4 separate regions of the Anser cygnoides genome follow, and all the other regions are linked to region 2. A link is a contact called in public Hi-C data. All regions are on one chromosome and are shown on one strand. Each heading gives the region's core, a stretch centred on a gene start, on an enhancer-like site or on the middle of the called end of the contact. The rest is flanking DNA. Distances are from core to core; before and after follow the strand shown. Region 1 holds the start of SLC5A3 (solute carrier family 5 member 3). Region 2 has its middle 17 kb from the start of KCNE2. Region 3 overlaps MRPS6 (mitochondrial ribosomal protein S6). Region 4 overlaps LOC106043402 (a long non-coding RNA gene).

Region 1 (3,240 bases), core at 245-2,744, 180 kb after region 2:
AGGGGACTCACCTGAGAAGTCTACTACAGCTTCTGCAGTTAAGCCAAGTTAAAAAAAAAAAAAGCCAACCCTGACATGTGGATGCTACATGTAAAATGAATGGAAATGTACTAGTATATGTAGCACACGTAAGGCATGAAGACGTGCTCCCATAACTACGGAAGAAACAGAGCAACGCTATTTAGCTTCCTGATATGCTACTGCGGATAGAGGTGTTCATGTAAACAAAGGTTAAACGCAGGAGCAAATGTGTTCACACCGGGTGAGATCAGAAGGGCTGCAGGCTAGCAGAAGTGCTGCTACATTTCCACACCAGCACCGCGTATTAAGCGGGAAGGTGGCAGATAAACAAAAGGCTGCAGAAGGACTGGCGAAGGACCAGCACCAGCTATTGTTTTCCAAAAAACAAACAAACAAAAAAAAAAAGGGTCCTACCTAGACAGAGATGCTTCCATTTTATTAATATTTACCCTCAGATCCACACGCACACCCCTGGCCCAGCTCCTGCCCGAGGAAGAGCATCGCGTCACCCCGCTCCCTCGCACCCCGGCTTATCGCCGCGTCGCCAAAGGCAGCGGCGGCCAGCAGCCCTTCGGAGGGGCGATACGGCCGGCCCTATCAGCGGGGCTCAACTGGTGTTACCAACGGAAAATAAGCACGCTAAATAAGCTAACTACGCTAAAAAAAAAAAAAATAATAACAATTATTTTAAAAAATGATGTCTTGAGGCTTCCAAGGGCCAAAGGGGCACGGGGCTGGCAGCCTCCTGCCCACACCAAGGGGATGCCCGCAGTGTTGCCTCTGCTGAGGCGAGGCCAGGCCCGCTGGGGAGGCCACCAGCCGGGCACCCTACAGCACCCCATGGCACCCCATGGCACCCATGGCACCCCAAGGGGGAGGCTGAGGGGTGGGCGAGGGTCAATGGGGCTGGGGAGGGGTATGGGGGGGGTACAGGGGGTTAAGACCCTAGTGCTCGGGCTTGAGACCTGAGGGGGCTATGCTGCTGGGTGCACGGCTACCAACTCTTTTGGGGGGAAATAAGAGAAAAATAAAAAAAGATAAAAAAGGGGGAGAGAGGGCAGAGAGAGGCGCACGCGGGAGGCTGAGGCACGCTGCGCAACTCCGCTTCAAAACACGGGGGGAGGAGAAGGGCCGGGGGGGCGCCCCGGGGGAAGGGTCCGGGGCAGGGCGACAAGGGGGGGACGCGAGGAGCCCCCCGGGGGGCCGTAAGGTGCCGGGGGGCCGCCGGGCGCCGCTGGCTCCCTCCCTCCCGCCTCCCCTCCCTCACTCACCCGTTGCATGGCTTTCAGGATCAAAGCCAGTTCATAGCGGGGCATCGCAGGGCTGGCGGCGGTGGCGGGAGGAGGAGGAGGAGGAGCAGGGATGCGGAGGGTGAGCGGGGAGGAAGGGGGCGGCAGTGCCGGAGAAGGGGGGAAAGATGAGGAGGAGGAGGAGGAGGAAGAGGAAGGCGCGTCCCCAGCGGCGGCTCCTGCCCGCGCGGCTCCCAGGCTGCACAGACACCGGGGCGGGCGGGCGGGCGGCGCGGCTTAAAGGGCGCCGGCAGCTGCGCAGGCTCCACCGCGCCGCCCCCTGCCCGCCGATGGCGCCGCCTCCGCCGCCGCCGCGGTCCCGCACACGCCCGCCCGGGGGGCAGCTGCCTCCCGCCCGCCTCCTCCCTTTCCTCCTCCTGCCCGGGGGCTGCCCCGGCCCCCAGCGGGGCGGAGGGACGCGGGGGGACGCCGGCGAAGGGGGGCCCCCGAGCCGCGCCTCCCCCCTGCGGCGGCTCCGGGCTTGCGCCCGCCTTCCTCCTCGCCGCCGCTGCTGGTGCTGCAGGGAGTGGAAATTTCCACTGTGACCGCCCCCTTCTCCCCCCTCTCGGCACCCGGGACCACACGGCCATGCCTCGCAGCCCACGGCCCGGCGGCTGCGGCCACGGCCCCACGCTCGCGGGTGGGGGCACGGCGAGGGGTGCCCGCGGGTGGGTCCGCCAGGTGCCCTTCCAGAACCTTCTGACATCGGCGGCGTGGCCGCGGTGCTCCTCACGGGAAAGTCCCTGCCCTTGAGTTGAGGTGTCCTCATGCCCACAGAGTTGGGGTCACTCCCCATGAATGTTAGCTTCTTTTTTTGTCTTTTTTTTTTCTTTTTTCTCGATGCAGCACATGGCCTGCTGTGGGTTGTGCGTAGGTGCCTGAGGGACAGCAAGGCTGAGGTAAAATAGCATGGCCGATGGAGGTGACCCCAATGAAGGGTTGCCAGACACCAGCTTCCAGCCCTGACCTTGCTGCCAGTCAACAAACACCCACAGCCCCAGAAGAGGCACGTTGGAAGAGCCTCACGGCATGGTCAGGCTGGCTTGAGAAAGATTTCTGTTCTCTACAGCATAGAAACATGCCTCAAGGGTACCACCTAATCCCACACATGCACTTAAGAACATCCCAGAAATACAGCACAGAGCTGGCTCTAAAGAGAGACCTTGTGCTGAGTTTCTGCCCTGGGTTTTGAAGCCCTCTTGGCCTGGCCCTGCCTATGCTCACAAGGTGGCACATGTCACCTCTCCTCACAGCCATGGCTCAAGGTGAGGAGGATGCAGGAAAGAAGGCAGATCTCCAGACTAAAAAACTTAAATGAGATAACTAGGATCCCAGCACCCCAACTTCTTGCTGCATACCCTCGTACACCAAGTCCATATTCTCTCCAAAATATGCTGGAAATCCCATGCCCCCTGCTCTTTTTTTCAACAGTGCCGAACCTCTTCCTCATCATTTACGTACATCTTTAACCTCCTCTTAAACCAGAAGGGGAATTCATACCTCACTCTTAATTGAGGTGTACTTTCACAAACTCAGACTACCTGCCTACAGCCCCACCCCAGTCAGAGAGGCCTCAGCTGCCCATCCCTGCCGTCTCTACCCAAAAAAAAAATAAATTACCATCAACTCGGCATTGCTTGCTTTTGCTCTGTTTGCACAGTGATGACATAGTAGCTGGTAAAATGAATCCAAGATGCAAGCACTGCTAACTGAAAACTTTTCCCACAACAACTTCCAGCACAGCCAGCACTGGTAATGTTGTGGGCGTTCCTCATCTCCAAATTTGAGTTCTAGGTCATTCCCTACAGGTGCTGTGAGGCAGCACCCACAGGGGCTTTGTTTTAGGAGGCACTTTTGTGCACCACTACAAGTTGTCAGCTGTTCAGGATAAATTGCCTATGCACAAGTCTTTACACATACTCCCAGCCTA
Region 2 (3,055 bases), core at 197-2,696:
GCTCTTCCTAGGCTAACCATAATCCCAGAACAATGTCCCTGGTAATTTTTATGGTATCATCAACTGTAATCATGGAAATGATCTCAAATGCATATGCAAAATAGGGTCTAGAATCACAGCCTGTACAGCATCACAATGACAAGTAGGCAGAACACAGAAATCCCCTTTCACAGAGTATTATTATTATTATTATTATTATTATTAAATACAGTTGCCTTCCACCCCAGACAGAACTCTAACAGTTCATCTTCCTCTCGGAAAGGGAACGGAGGCTCAGGTTGGTGTGCAGGAAGGGGGAGGAGGAAGCACAGGTGCAGTCTGCATGATGCCTGGGCCACTGAGGAGCTGTGAGATGGGTCTGTCAAAATCTCATCCAAACCTAAAGCCCTTAAGTTTCAACAAGTTGGTGATTTCCTTGTTTTTTTTTTTTTGCTGTTTCTTCAGCCAGCTGCCATGGTGATGGACCCAGTCCACAGAGGGGGTGCTAACACAATACTGCTGCTGTGTTCTGGAGAGCACTGCATGCTCCAGCGTGGCATTTTCCCTATGCTGCTACTGCCAGCTACTGCAAGGGGGTTGACGGGAGCTCCTGGGTGCACATATGAACAAGTACAAAGAGAGGTTAGCCCATGGTCATCAAAACCATGTGCCTCCTCAGGACTTGCTCTGATTCAGAAATCCAGACAGTGGCACCCACAGTAGATAAGGATAGGTCTGGGCTTGGCCCACTGGAGTTAATGAAGAATTATTTGCTGACACAGTAACCATATGAGCATCCCTCTGGCTAGATGATAAACCATAGGGAGTGAGGGATCGGTTGCTCACCTTCAGGTTTGAGGTATGTATTATGTATGAGTGATCTACTGAAGATGGGGCCTGAATCTAGGGGAGGCTGCAGAAGTTCCCGTGGAAGCGTAGATGTAGCTGTAAGCACGCCGAGGACACTGAAGTGTATGGAAGAGGCCAACTTTTATGGGAATAACTCTGCCAGTTAGGTTAGTGCTCACAGAGAGACACTTGCACACGTGGGATTACTGTGCAGGCAAACCCCGAGATGAATCCGGTACCATTTACAAATGGAGCCAGGCAGAAGGATACATGCCTTATGCTGGCTGAAATGAACTTAGCCTTTCCTCTGAGTCTGGCTGAGAAGACCGAGGGCAAAGTTATCAGGAATCAAAGTGCAGAAAACTGCTTCGATATTCTTCCTGTTTGCAACCTGGTCAGCGTCAAAGTTTGGCCACCCAAAAGGCTGGAGCCGACGGCTGGGTAACCCCACGAGTTGGCACTTCTATCTACTCGCCTTTGGTAAGCCACAGATTCACCTACACTCTTGCACTCTGACTATATCCAGACAGCAAAGGAGAAAGCCAGAGGCTGAGCTCATGCACGTCAGGTGCCGTTTTCGGGAGTGACCACACCGTGTCCCCACAGAGCTGCACTTCCATCCCTCCATCCACCCGCAGAAAGGCTTCCAAGTGGTAGCTCATCTGCATGCCCATAAATACACCCCCCTCCAGCGCTGCTGTAACCCCTACTTATATGGTTAGAGCTGGCAGGAAAACAGTTCTGACCTTCAATTGCTACCAGTCCACTCAGTCCAGGCCCGGTGAGGCGAGTACATAAAAAAACAGCAACATGTAAAGGTCAAAATTCAAGGTCTGCTGCTCATTACTAAGAAATAGCACCAGAAACCCTCCTCATTTGCATAAAACATTTCGTGCTGAGATCTGAAACGTCCTGAAAACAAAGGTAAGCACCACTAGCCCCATTTCACAGATGGAAAAGCGAGCCGATGGCCAAGACCACACAGCAGGCACGCAGCAGACCTGAACCAGATTAGGCTCCTGGCTGTCTAGTATTGCCGTGCTGGGCCACACTCCCAAGCCTGTGCGATAAGGAGACAATGTGGGGTTTTGTTTTCCCAAACTCTGGAACGCCAGAGTTGACCATCGTGTATCTGAAAGGGCAGAGCAAGGTGGGTCGTGACACCTTACCTCCTTCCCTTGCCCTTTCGAACACAGCATGACTCTTCAAAAGTTGAGCAATTCAGGGAGGACATGGGATCCTCTCATCTGCAGCCAGGCCTCCCACCCACCTGATATGCAAGGGTGTGAACACTAGGGTCAGATGAGGCCCGTATCATCTTGCTAAAATGGGGAAAGGGGTGGGGAGAAAAGGGGGAAGAAGTACGTGTAGGACCATGGTTTCACGGTGAGAACCATCAACAGCTGCCAGGTACACAGAGATCCCTGGCCAGACTGTTCACTGGGAGAAAGGCAAATTCGAGAGCAGTGACGGGCAAAAGAGAACAAGTTGAAGGACACCTTCAAAGCCAAGAGCAAGAGCAACAATTTTCCATAGGGAAAGATACTTCTGCCTTGATTACAAAGATGTTCAGGAAGCCCACAGACAGGAAAGCCCTTAGATGAGGGGAAGATAACTGCTCACCCACCAGCAGGTTGCAGCAGATTTGAAGTAAAACGCACAGCTCTCAGAGTGGCATGTCAGCACATCCCTGTGACAGTGGGCCTCATCTCACTACAGGTACACCACCAGCCAGCGATAGTCACTCTGTGGCTCAGGTCATCATTTCTGGGCAGCAATATCCAGGGCCAGACAACCAGCCATATCTCAGCAAGGCACTCATGCCATGCCTCCACCTATTGAGGTCACACCACCAGCTCTTCCATCAGTCCATTTAGCATCAAGGATTCTTCTGCTAAGCAGTCATCCAATGATGCTGCCATCTTTGATGCTCCAGAAAAACCTGCTGGGAGTTCCCCTATTCCCCAGGATGACCCCTCCAAGATACAACCTAAGCAGCAAAAGAAGGGAACCAGTGAGTCTGGTTTTGATCAATGTAATTGTATGTTGATGGATCATGGAGGAAGAGCCCGATGGAACGCCATGGGACACAGCCCCAGAGCTGCAAAAGTGGAAAGCCAGAGGATAAACTCCTAGGATCAGATCCAAACACAAATGTTCACTCTCTCCATTCCTGCATAGGCCTTCAGCTTAAAGGCACAGCAAAACACGGACTCCTGCCCTGCAC
Region 3 (2,792 bases), core at 80-2,579, 130 kb after region 2:
CACAGTTTCCTTTAAAAACTGTACCTAGCGGGACTTTATCCTGTTGGAGGTACAGATTCTTATAAAGGCAACTGTAGGGCAAACATCACACCGTGCAGTCCCCCTTGGTAAAGGCAATCTTTGAGGATTAATTCCCCAAGCCAAGAAGCTGAAGAGGAAATAGAGGAGGTGGTGTCACCAACAACGGACAGATTCATGTTTTTCACACTGCTTATCCCACATGGAGCTCTTTTTCACCCAACTAGATGTGCTGCACAAGTAACACCAAGATATACTACACACAGAGAAGACCCACCAGGTCAGGAATGATTTAAGCATCGCGTGCTGGATTGCTGCACAGGGGTGGAATCCACACGTGGAAAACGCTGCAAAGAAGCTTCCCTTCAGCCAGACATCGTAATCCCGAACCTCTTACGCAGGCATGTATATTAATAGCCACAATTCAGGTCTGAAGTCCTTTTCAGAAAAAGCAGATTGAAGCACCGAGTTCTCACATGTGAGGGGCCCGACGGCAAGAAATGTCCCTGCAGCCTGCCTGGAAGGAACCAGTCCTCCAGAAGAGGTGCCCGGCTGGCGCGGGCTGCGTCCGAGCATCGCAGAAGCCGAGGGAGCAGTGCCAGTTCACACCAACTAAGGTGCTGCTCCTCTGACTGCAGCAGGGAGGGCTGCTACGAGACGCAGAAAAAGCTCACCTTAACAAGGATTTGGAGGAAATATGGTGGGCTTGGTCCCCCTTGCAAATCCTCACACATGGAGCAGGATTCAGCTTAACTTATTTGGAAAGCTGAGCTGCCTGTTATTTTTCTAGAGACCAGAAAACAGGAGATGTCACCTGGTTAAAAGTTTAGGGAGAGAAACAAGCTTTAATCTTGGACAATTCAGTAAAACTGTGGCATAGCAACTTCTGAAGGATGCATACCCCTTGAAAAGGGAAAGTCGCATCTTCTGTTAAAGCCATTAAAAAGCTACTGGTAAATTTAACAGATGCCACTTAAATCCTCTCCTTTGCAAGAACCCTTCCAAATTCTCAATCAGTTGAAGCTAATAAAAGGGATGATGGGGGGAGAAATTTGAGCTGATGATACACCACCACTCTCCTGCCCCCTTCCCCGAGCAGTTGGTTCACAAGAGCATTCGTTCAGATTGCAGCCCGTGCTCTTTGCTGTCTCTTTTTATTCCCACTTCTCCAGAATTTCATTTCATTTCTGCTTTCAAGTCATATGCTGCTTTTCATTGTGTTCCTAAAACGGCAATATATTTTTTTTTCCCCCTCTCAAAAGACTGCTTTGCAACTTTGTGCTTTCTCTCACATTAGCAAAGGGTGGAAATTTCCACTGACGCACTGTTGATAACTGAAGGAGAAGTGGGGGAAGGGAGGATGAGCTGTTGCAGCGTATCTTTATATGACTCCTCGCAGAATAGGTATTTTATCTGAGGGTACAAAACTGCAGTCACTGGTGACAATGCCATTTCTTAAAACAACACCCATTCCTCAGCGTAACAAGCAATGCTTGCCTCCCTGTGCCAAAAAAAAGAGGGAAGGAAAAGAGGGCCAGCATAAAAAAAATATTATTCTTTCATTAAAGAAAGAGAAGAAACTGACTGCTGCAAGCAAAACAACCAAATGCAATTGACAATGCAATTCCTGAGGAGATCTAGAGCACCTTCCCTCCAAACACATGCATTTAAATTAGCTGCCATCAGGTTGTGGGCTTTTTTTAAACCCACTCTCCATAAAGCATGCAGTAACCTTAATTTCAGCCAGCCATCTCTGACCTGATACACCACCACGCTGCCGCTACTGTTTGCGTAGTAAACAAAAGCAAATCCCAGCGAGACTTAAAGACGGGAAAAATACAGGAATGCAGGAGGGAAACTACCTCATTCCTGCGAACAAAAATGCAGAAGCATTCAGGCTGTCTAGGAGTCAGGCGAGTCATCAGGGGAGAAATGCAGGAAAATTCCACTGATTCACTATGAGACCACAGTTATTTTTGTCATCATGCTCCACTGTAAATAGAAGGATGATTTAAATACAGGAGAGCAGACTAACCACTGAAATGTACTGAAACAATGTGTTAATTGAAAAAAAAAGAGAAAAATCATAGGATTTCAGAAAAAGAAGGGCATGCCTTTGTGTATGAAAAAAATGCCTGGTTTCATGTATCCTTTTTAATATATCCAAGCCAGAAATTGTTTGAATTTGAGTCCTGAAGTCCTATGGATGCTTGTATATTTTGCTTTCACATGGACAGTCTGTGACTTCACAGAACCCTGAAAGGCACCTGGATCAAAACTCACTTTTAAATCCTCCTGGAACATGGACTCGGAGGCTATGTTCAATGTACCTGAGGAACAGAGGGAAAAAGCACACTTACAGTGGACTTGGAAGAGGCTGTGTGGTGCCATTGTTGTGCCCAGAAAACGTCTGTATGCTCAAAGATGATAAGCTCAAACTCAATTAGCTATCTTTCCTTTAAATTTTTCCTTTATGCAGCAACACAAAGTCTAAGTAAGCTTCCCCAGTAGGAGAGTGGAAGATACAAAGGCAAGAAAACATACAACTAAAGCATCCCAGAAGGAAACAAGAAACTGTCCAGAGGAAAGCAAGCTGTGGTACGCTCATGGAAGTAGCTGGACAGTCGTTCTCACTAGAGTAATCCTCTGTTAATGAAATTGCTCTCCTACCAGAATGCCCACTTCATCTTTGGAACCACTGCGTTGCTCTTGAAGAGCAGTAGTTTGCTTTTCTCCTTGGCTCTTGCGGTCACTATTCTTCCTTAGCAGGGCAG
Region 4 (2,990 bases), core at 136-2,635, 220 kb after region 2:
TAGCAAAAACTGCTTTTTCAGATACAACACATATGCTGAAACTTTAATGAAATGCTTAGAAACATAAAAGCATCTGCCAAACATTGGTTAAAAGTTTAATGTAGCTGCTTATGAAAAACATAAATGTTTGTCTGAGGCAATGCTACGGACTGTTGAGAAACGTCACCACTTCATTGACTGAGTTAACTTACCAAGTTTTTTTAAGCAACGATCTGCGGTAAGTTGCTACCTCTTGCTTGAAATTAGGAAAACCAATTTCCTCTTTCATTCTAAAGTCTATTTTTTGCATTTTTATATCCCGGTGGTAGGGAGGATCTAATTAACCCTTTACATTCACTCCATTATGTCCATTCCTGCATACCTGCTTATCTTAATGTGAGCAAATAAACTCCAAAGGGGACACAGGAGCAACCACAGGACTGAGATTACTAACTCCAGAAAGCTACTGCTGTTTCCAGGACTAAAGCATGGCATGAAGATTATTGCAGAGTAGAACCTTTTGAATACATGTGATCTTTATGAATATAGTCTTTTAAATAACATTTAGAAATGATTAGAAATAAGCTGCTCTTAGCATAAAAACTGACAGCATAAGATCGGGATAATCTAGTTTGCTGCAGCCCTCGGTCGGCTGGTGCTGAGCCCAAGACAAAGCTAAGGACCCCAGGATTTACAGACATACACACAGAGTTCCTCCAGATCTGTTGAATTTAATCCAATCTTTCCAAAGCTCTCGTCTGCTACTTTATACACTCCCCACTATGTTAAACAAAATCCTTTCCTTGGTATCATACTGCGTAGGCCATTAGTCTTTGCAACTCCTTGTAAGGAGGACGCGATTAAAACATTGCAGAGCCGATCAAAACGATTGCTGACTAAAACATCTCTCGCTTCCCCACGGGATCCTGGCCGGTAGCTGCCTCCATCCCGGCTCCCTGACATCCTCCGCTCCTGGGCACAGCGGAGGGGCTAGCAGGGGAGGAACAAAGGTGGCTCCAAGCCACTTTCGTGCCTCATAACCCGTGCCAGGGCTGCTTAAGCTGTGCTGGCTTGCAGGCAGCCCCCCGGGGGCCCTGATGTCAGCCGAGAGGAACCGGTTGCAACACATGCTGGTTCCTCCCTGCCAGCTCCCCTTGGCTCCGCTCCCGTGCCAGGAGCTGGCGGGGGGTGGCCGTGCACCCCTCTGCTGGCCCAGGAGCCGGCCGGGGCCCCTGCTCCAACACTCACCATGCAAGGCAGAGGGGCCAGCTCCCAGCAGAGGCTGCGGGCCCCGTGTCCCTGGGAAGCAGAAAGGATGGGAAAGGGTAGCAAACCTCGTTTTCCAGGGAAATTTTCCTCTAAATGCTCATCCGAGGGAGATAAAAGTCCTGTTTCCATGGCATAAACATCACCATCCCTTACCAACACTTATAAACAGGACACACAACACTGCAAAATGTTTGCCAGGGCTACTAGAGTGGAGGAATCACAAGGGTGAACAACGAGAAGCACTGTTAATCTCACCGGTCCCCACATGTAAGCCACTCGGTTGCTCCAGCATCACCTGAAAGTATGGCTTGGATTCAGCTACAAGAGCTCAAAACATGAAAAAAATGTTAAAACTCATAGATTCTTCTCCCTGCCCCTTTCCTACCTCTGTTTGTTTGCTTGGTAATGATTACTTCAGCCATTTGTGTTGCAAGATGTTGCCGATTTGGCCTTTCATTTAAAAAAAAAAAACTTTTTTTTGTTTGAAATGATGGGATGTTCCCTCTGTGCTCTAGCCTGGTGCCTGATGACACACACTCAGGTCCACGGCCAGCCACAGGCCGCCCACATCTCCATGTCCACCTTGGCTGCTCTGCGAGTGGCTGTGGAAGGGGGGTGGCTGCGTTTCCTGTGGGGAACGAGGACATAAACCAAGCCAGTAAATCCAATAAGGAAAACAAGATATTCCCATGCCTTAGACAGACAGAAATACGTGCAAACGTAATGCGATCATTAATTTTCTAGTCAGTGGATTAGCACTCTGAATAGGTAGCGATAACATTTTCTACAGCACCCCATTACCTGTATAATCAGTCCTGGCACAGGAGGATTACAAATCCTGTGACCGTGATTACAAAGCCTCCTGATTTCTGGAAGCTCTAAGTGTCACTGATAACACAAATCTTTGTTAAACCTGTTTTATGCGGTGATGGTGTCAATGCGGAGAGGAGGAGGCAGACGAGACTCCAGGGCACAGGACGCGGGGAGGAAAGGAGTGGGATGCTGGCAAAACGAGCGTGTGCCTCCTTTCTGTGTCGATACCCAGCCTGACCAGAGCTCATCAGAATAAGTGGAAAGGCTCCCACTGATTTCAGTGAACTTTGGATGCAGCCCCAGAAGCTTCAAAATGTAAACAGACAGATAGGGGTATGCGCCTGCCAGGGTAATTTCCCCTAAATAAAACCACTTTGGCATGAGAGGAGCCCCTCAAATGCATGTCTGTGGGAGGCACGCGTGGGGAAGAAAAGCAGGCCAGCCTGCTGGCACGTGGCATAGCAAGGACCACCACAGCCCAGTTCCCAGGCTGCTGGCACCCTCAGAGCCCCCAAACTCTCCTGCTGTCCCCTCAGGGTCCGTCTGTCCGGGTGGCACATATAGCACGATCTGTCCCTCCACAGAGGCTGCTGCAGATGGGCTCCAGGAGGGAACAGGGTGAACGGACAGGGATTGCCAGGATCATGCTGCTCCTTCCAGCTCTCTCCTAGCCTCAGGAGCAGCCAAAAGCACAGCACCTTAATGATAAAGGATACATTGTGAAATCAGTGTCAACACACCTCGTGTCACGCTGACTGCTTCTCCAGCCATTCTGCACCGGTGCCCCATGAAAAGTAACAAAGAAGACTGCCCAAACATTTCGGGAGGGCTGAGAGTTTCAGTGCAACTCTAGCTTAAATTGCACAATTTCTTTAGGAATTTTACATTTGTCTCAGTCGGTCTATTAACTCTCAATGTTATAATAATGG

Evidence for each region. Hi-C and Micro-C count contacts between places; a contact is called where the count stands out from the background.
Region 1: a contact with region 2 is called in a Hi-C map of liver, with 6 times the contacts expected there. The contact joins the promoter of SLC5A3 here to the enhancer-like site in region 2. A contact is called at or near these places in 3 of 7 Hi-C or Micro-C datasets (granulosa cells and liver).
Region 3: a contact with region 2 is called in a Hi-C map of granulosa cells, with 2.3 times the contacts expected there. The contact joins two enhancer-like sites. A contact is called at or near these places in 3 of 7 Hi-C or Micro-C datasets (granulosa cells and liver).
Region 4: a contact with region 2 is called in a Hi-C map of liver, with 2.0 times the contacts expected there. The contact joins two enhancer-like sites. A contact is called at or near these places in 2 of 7 Hi-C or Micro-C datasets (both in liver).

Annotation. Positions count from the first base shown.
Region 1 is chr1:113,709,795-113,713,034 of Taihu_goose_T2T_genome, reverse strand. It overlaps SLC5A3 (solute carrier family 5 member 3), which reads right to left and starts at 1,494. Exons shown (of 2, transcript XM_066978403.1): 1 at 1,293-1,494. MRPS6 (mitochondrial ribosomal protein S6) reads right to left here and starts at 1,482. Exons shown (of 3, transcript XM_066978437.1): 1 at 1,293-1,482. The coding sequence starts at 1,337.
Region 2 is chr1:113,887,127-113,890,181 of Taihu_goose_T2T_genome, reverse strand. No RefSeq gene overlaps it. Among named protein-coding and RNA genes, the nearest start is that of KCNE2, 17 kb to the left of the region's middle. Within about 2 kb of position 1,446, at least 3 of the 3 cell types and tissues checked have open chromatin away from gene starts, as enhancers often do. A contact at or near this core is called in liver, where this site is marked.
Region 3 is chr1:113,753,093-113,755,884 of Taihu_goose_T2T_genome, reverse strand. The region is part of intron 2 of MRPS6 (mitochondrial ribosomal protein S6); the gene reads right to left. Among named protein-coding and RNA genes, the nearest start is that of MRPS6, 43 kb to the right of the region's middle. Within about 2 kb of position 1,329, at least 1 of the 3 cell types and tissues checked has open chromatin away from gene starts, as enhancers often do.
Region 4 is chr1:113,671,071-113,674,060 of Taihu_goose_T2T_genome, reverse strand. LOC106043402 (a long non-coding RNA gene) reads right to left here. Exons shown (of 7, transcript XR_010825360.1): 6 at 1,634-1,876. Among named protein-coding and RNA genes, the nearest start is that of ATP5PO, 22 kb to the right of the region's middle. Within about 2 kb of position 1,385, at least 2 of the 3 cell types and tissues checked have open chromatin away from gene starts, as enhancers often do. A contact at or near this core is called in liver, where this site is marked.